Linked DNA regions of Callithrix jacchus: region 2 is linked to region 1. The links are chromatin contacts, called in public Hi-C maps. All regions are on one chromosome and are shown on one strand. The core of a region is the stretch at or near the end of the contact, and the rest is flanking DNA. Distances in the headings are between cores, read along the strand shown. Region 1 overlaps WWOX (WW domain containing oxidoreductase). Region 2 overlaps WWOX (WW domain containing oxidoreductase).

Region 1 (3,277 bases), core at 152-2,651:
CTGGACTCCATGTTGATCCTGGATTCGGAAGCTGAAGCTTGACGCGGGCACAGTAGCTCACGCCTGTAAACCCAGCCTTTTGGGAGACTGAGGCAGGAGGATTGCTTGAGCTTAGGAGTTTGAGACCAGACTGGGCAACATAGCAAGACCCCATCTCTACCAAAAAACATTTTTTTTTTTATTAAACTGAAGCTTCCTTTACCAAAACCCCTTTGGTGTTATGATTACAAAATAAGTATTGAGGAATAAATCTTGGGGAACGGGAGGTAGCATTTGTCAAGCTCTTATATAATGCCAGGTGTTACTCTAGATTAGCTTGATAGGCCTTCTCATTTAATATAATAATTATTTTAAAGATTATTGTGATTGACTTGCATTATGGAAAATTTAGAAAATGAAAATAAAATAAGACTAAAAGATTAAAAAAAACAATTTTTACCAATTAGAAGTGTACTATTAATTAGCATATATGATTCTAAGCATGTTTTCCCTGCTTTTGTGATTTTTCCATTTAGCTATAAATTGTGAGTATCTTTCTGTGTTGCTAAATACGCTACATCTTAAATGGCTGCGTAGTATTCCGTTATGTGGTTCCAGCTCTTCTCCCAGTATGGTACATTTGGGTGGATTCCAGCTTTTTAATAGCTACGGAATGGAGAAGCACATTTTGTAATTAAAGGTTTGTACCCATCCGTGACTCTACTATAGTTTTATTTTGTGGAAGTGGAATCGCTGAATCCAGTGATTTGCTCCCAAACCTTAGTATCTTGATTCGTTTTGTCAGACTGCCCTGGAAGGTTGTACTGATTTGAATGCTCCTTTGCCCAGCGTCCTTGCCAAACTTGAGATTTAGAATTTTTTAAAAGTATCACTTACAGTTACATATCTCTGATGATTAGCAAGATTGATAAGCTTTTTTTTTTTTTTGCCAATCAATGAGAGCTTGTAAGGTTGCTCAGGTTGGCCTTGAACTCATGGCCTCGCCTCCGCAAGCGCCACAACATCTGGCCGGAGCCACTGCGGACCCCGATAAGCTTTTTTATGTCTCGCTTTTTATTAACGAATTGCCTTTTCATCTTATGCATGACTATTGGGTATGTATTGATTGCTAATTGATTGCTTGCCTCCTACTATAATTTAATTTTCAAAATATCTGTTAGAAGTTAATTTATAAAGTGTCTATTACTTTAAGTACCTATTCAATCCTGTGATCAAGAGGAAATTCACTAAAAAAGAGATTGGCCTAACTCTTCAGTTTCCTTCACAAAAATCTTTTAAGCACACATTTTATCTATTATGCCAGCCACAACTCACATCAGAGGCAGTGTTGCTCTGGTACCCCCATTTAAGGAGGGAATACCCCAGAAAACTTAAACTTGGCCAGCTTTGCAAAGGTGATGGGGTCCCAAGATGACACAGTAGGCGAGATTTGATTATTTTGGTTTTGCAAATTTCCCTTAGATCTTCCATTAATGATAGTAACATCGCTTCAGAACTTTTCTGTGCATTCTCTCATTTGATGAGCCTGCTCTCGTGTGGAGAAGTTGAACCGTTGCTGAAAATAGCTTTGCTGACAGTTACGGCAAGTTGATCAGTAGCAGGATTCTATCTGGGAAGATGTAGGGGAGGAATACTGACTCTGGAAGCCGACGTGACCTAGTTTCAAAACCTGGGATAACCACTTCCTATCTGAATGGCCCGCACAAGTTACTTCCTTCTCAGAACTCCTGTTCCGCCTCTATGCAACATGGACACTCCTGCTTTGCAAAGTTGTTAAAGATGGGAACTCCAAAGTGCCCAGGGAATTGTCTGCTCATCATTGCTGGCGTTTAATAATGTGTAGCCATTTCTGGAATGGGAGGCAAGAGGATCGAGTTACCACTGAAATTAGTTTGGTATTTTCCTAGCTTCCTGGTTCCCAGATCCTCAAGAGGCTGCCATAATCTCTGCAAATTTGTCCTAAAATGACCTTTCTAAATAACTGTTTTAGACATTGACTTGTCTTTGCTATGAAAGAAAACATTTTAGGTATTTTTTTTGGTTGGAAGTCAGTTAATAGCTTCATCCAGAAATAAAGAATCAAATGGAAAACAAAACAAACAACATGCCCAGAAAAGGAACAAAAAAAGATATATTAAATTTGCAGGAAAAAGGGGAGGAAAATGATTATTCTTTAAAACTTACTGTTACACCATGCATCACGGTAACATTGTTACTGAGAGTTCTGCATTAGCACGCTTGTTCACTCAAGTTGGTGACAGTTTATCGGCCTGCCTGGCGTACTAAGTATAAATGTTCAGCTTTGCTGTCCCACTTTCTTGATCATATCCAAGAATGTGTCAGTGTTTGAATACGGTTTTATTGACACTTAGAAAGGTAGGGCAGTTTTATTGGAGTCTACTGGACGTGCTAGGAAGAGAGCTGTAATTTGACACAGATGGTTCTTCACTTACGTAACTTAGGCAAGTCCCTTAACCATTTTGAGCCTGACTGTCCTCATTTGTAAAATCAAGAGAATAATAATTTATCTGTCACATACTGTTTTGTACAGATCAAATAAAACAATATGTGAAATGCCGTAATGAAGAATTCAAATACTGTATGACTATAAGGTTGCCGCCGGTTGGGGAAAAATCACAGGTATAGAAGAAAGAGTCCTAAAGGGAAGATGAGAGTTGGAAGAAGATGGAGGAAGAGAGTCATTTAATTCCATAATGGAAGGAATAAAATAAGAACTCTTGACTTTTTTCTTGTTAGGATATGAGGAGAGGTTCCTGCAAGTATCTTCTTAAGGATTTACAAAGTGAACCAGATGTCAGGTGACAGGGTAGCACGCTATGCAATTGATTGCTTAGCGATGACTGAAATTTTAATGGATGCTATCCCACTTAAAGCTGGCAGGCTCTGACTCTAGCCAGATATTCAGGAGCACAAACTTGATACAGTAAGAAGGGAATCTCTGCAGAGGCGGAAACTTCCATGGTTGGAGTTGTGTAAGATTACATAGGCGGAAATGTTGTGAGTTCTTGGGCGAGGTGGTTTCTTCCTGCTTGTCGTCAGTTTCACCTGCCCATGTCCTTCCTTCTGGTCACAATGCAGCACCAACGTAGATGCAGATGGGGGACTCAGACACAAACTGGATGCTGCTTGCTTATATAACATCAGCAAAATTGCCGGCCACATCTTGATCATAGAAACACTTTTGCTGGTGATCACACAAAGCAAAAGAATGAAGATAATCAATCTCTTTCAAATGGAGAGACTCCGCTGTGTCAGC
Region 2 (3,048 bases), core at 72-2,571, 110 kb after region 1:
TTTATTAGGATTTTTATATTTTCTATAGTTTCTATTTGTATTGGAGTAAACTATTCTTTGCATCGAGTGGGTTAGCTTTCATAAAACAGAAAGATTCCTATATTGAGAAGAAGGAAAAAAGTGTAATATCAGTGCATAAAACTTCCTCTAGCTTTCTTGTATTAGATGTAAAGAAGTTAGTAAATTACTTTAATTAAGTGTACTTTGAAGAAGGTAATCTCCTATTTCCACTAATGGTGGACTCTGTGGGCAGAGATGTGAATAGTTTTTGCTTTTATAAGAAAGGTCTTGTCTTTCCTCAGACGGCATTTTGAGCAAAATAAGGGGAAAAAAAGAGAAGTAGATGAGAAAAACGAATCACAATATTGAAGCAGGACCCGATTACTGTTGCCTTCCTCATATCTGCTATCTAGAATCGAGGTTGCTAATTAATGACCCAGGAGCTAAGTCTTATTTGATGAAATGCGAGATGTAATACACAGACTGCCTTTGAGTGATGTGTGATTATTACCATCCATTCATGTGTAATCCCGTATTTGGAAGGTTTGTAATTTGTTTTTGACACATTTCTCTCTGATTTTATACACTCATGCATATGGGTCTCGCCTTCCTCCAAAACCTTATTTCCCAAGCAGACTTTGTTTATTTGGTTTGGGTAATTCATTGGCCCCTATTCATTTTCCTTATACATAATCTGTTTTCTTACTGCTGCTTCTGTCTTCCAAACCAACGATAAAAAGAATGAAACCTCGGAACTAGAACGGAAAACTTCTGCTGAGAAAAGAAAGTCAAAGCCTTTGGGCTCCTGAAACATCCTGTGGAATTCGCCCGAGATGCCCCTCCGTTTGCACTGGTATATGGAGAATGTTTGAAAACCACCAGAACCCATTACGTGCTTTGGAACAATGGCAGTTTTCTGCCTGATGATGTAGATGGCCCTTGGAAAAGAAGCCGACCGACTTCCCAGGGGGCACCAGTGGGCAAAACTGCCTCCTGGGAGGTTCAAGGGAGGCCAAGTGTTTTCCAGTTCATTTCCAACGCATATTTCTTCAGGGCCAAGGGCGCAGCTGTGCCTCATTAGGTGTGAGAGTTTGGCTGTCACACCACTTAACAGAAAAAAAAGAGAAGTCCAACTAGGTAAATAGCCAACCTATGCCACAGGCTTTCGTGTCCTCTAATGAGCGTGCCATTTGCTCACTGGGAGGAGAAAAAATGACAGTCTGCAGCAGTCAACTTTTCCTGAAGAAAGGGAGGAGAAAAAATACATATTTTGCAGCCGAGACATAGGGGGTACCTGTTAACCTTAGGCTCAGCACTAGTGTCAGCCCTGGAAAGAGACTCCCGGTGAACAGCACTTTTTACCGTTTAATCAGCCTGTGCTTCTTCGTATTTATAGCCCTGGCGAGGTTGGCCCATTGTTACAAGATGAAATTGTGATGTTCAGCAGTTTATACCTTGGGAGCTGGAAGCGTTTCTCCATGGTGAATTTGTAATATTAATTGGCCATGTCAGTTCATGACAAATGTAGTGACATCTGTTTCAAGTATTTCAGTTTTATGGTGCTGAAGAAGTGACACACGCTCGAGATAAGTAATCTCGCAGAAGATCTTCACGCTCGCTGTGGAGCGCTTCCAGAACATGCTCTCAGAGGAGACGCACTTAGGCTCAGGGTTGAGCGGGCTGTCCCCTTCCTTTTGCTCAAGGCTCAGAGGGGAGCCGGAGGAAGGTGGGGAGGGTTGCACTCTCTGTCTTTCCCCTTTCAGTCTCAGAAGATTCCAGTTGAAGATCTGGCATGGACTTTCCTGCCCAAGAAGTGTGTTTGCGATGATCTTTTATGTGATTCTGGTACCTGCTGCTTGTAGGCTGTGCCTGTCAGCAGCAGAAATAAATATATTGCCTTTCTCACTGTGCGTGTGGCGCTCTACCAAGAGTGACTCTGCCCATCAAGGGGACAGTTTGTCTGGAAATATTTTGGTTATTATATCTTGGAGGAGAAGATGCTGCTGTTGGCATCTAGTGGGTAGGGGCAAGGAATGCTGCCAAACATCCTACAGTGCATAGGTGTGCCCCACAACAGAGAATTGTCTGGTCCCAAAAGCCGGTAGTGCTGAGGCTGAGAAGCCCTGCACTTGTGTGGACCATGCCCCTTTGTGCTTTTCAACCTTGAAGCACTAATAGGGCAGAGAAGAATGCCAGTGATGTGTTGACGGGTCCACAAGAGGTTGATAGGGGGTGCCTGAGTTCCTACCACGTGGAAGGTGGTGTAGGCAAAGAGAAGGATGCATAGGCAAGTTGGATGGTGAAAGGCAGGGGCCACTGAGTGATGTGGTAGGAAACATGCACAGTGCTCAGAGCCCCTGGGTGGTGCAGAGTCTTGGGAAGCAAGAGGATGGGGCCATCGTTTCACTTTCCAGCCTGGGTTTCCCAAAGGAGAGGATGTTAGAGTTCAGCGGCAAAGATATGGGGGAAGGATGTTTGAGCCCAGTGGAGTGGCCTCGTATGTCAAGTGATTTTCACGTGGCTGGCATGATGGCAGAGTTTCCAAAACAGCAACACAACAAAATAGCCATTTACATGTCGAGATCACATGCACAGAATCCATATGTCTAAGGTGGGGAAGTTGCTATTATTCCTGTTTTGTAGATGAGGAAACAGAGGCCCAGATGGAGTAAGTGACTGCTGAAGTACCCATGATTTGTCTGTAGAAAGGAAGAGACCAAAGGTGGTATCAACATTATTTTTCCTTCTCTGTTAAGTGGGCCAAGCCATTTTTTGGTGGTCATTCCCAATATGTAATTTCTGATACACATATATGTATTATCTCTTTAAAAATTAAAATAATACAAGCCAGCCAAAAAAAGAAAATGGAATTCTTCAAGAAACTGATTTTTTTTCACTGTGTTACTAAATCCTTCAACAGCATAATTTTAAATAGCTGCCCAGTCTCCTAATGGATGGGGAGTCACAATTTACTTAACCAATCCCCATTGTTGGACATGCAGGTTATTTACAGCTTTTCTCTGTTGTAAGTGGAATTGCAGTGAGTGT

Evidence for each region. A called contact is a pair of places that touch in the nucleus more often than the background predicts.
Region 2: a contact with region 1 is called in a Hi-C map of skeletal muscle, with 4 times the contacts expected there. The contact joins two enhancer-like sites. A contact is called at or near these places in 3 of 3 Hi-C or Micro-C datasets (induced pluripotent stem cells and skeletal muscle).

The regions. Positions count from the first base shown.
Region 1 is chr20:35,623,155-35,626,431 of calJac240_pri, forward strand. All of the region lies in intron 4 of WWOX (WW domain containing oxidoreductase), which reads left to right. Among named protein-coding and RNA genes, the nearest start is that of WWOX, 24 kb to the left of the region's middle. Within about 2 kb of position 1,402, at least 1 of the 16 cell types and tissues checked has an H3K27ac peak or open chromatin away from gene starts, as enhancers often do. A contact at or near this core is called in skeletal muscle, where this site is marked.
Region 2 is chr20:35,730,895-35,733,942 of calJac240_pri, forward strand. All of the region lies in intron 5 of WWOX (WW domain containing oxidoreductase), which reads left to right. Among named protein-coding and RNA genes, the nearest start is that of WWOX, 130 kb to the left of the region's middle. Within about 2 kb of position 1,322, at least 1 of the 16 cell types and tissues checked has an H3K27ac peak or open chromatin away from gene starts, as enhancers often do. A contact at or near this core is called in skeletal muscle, where this site is marked.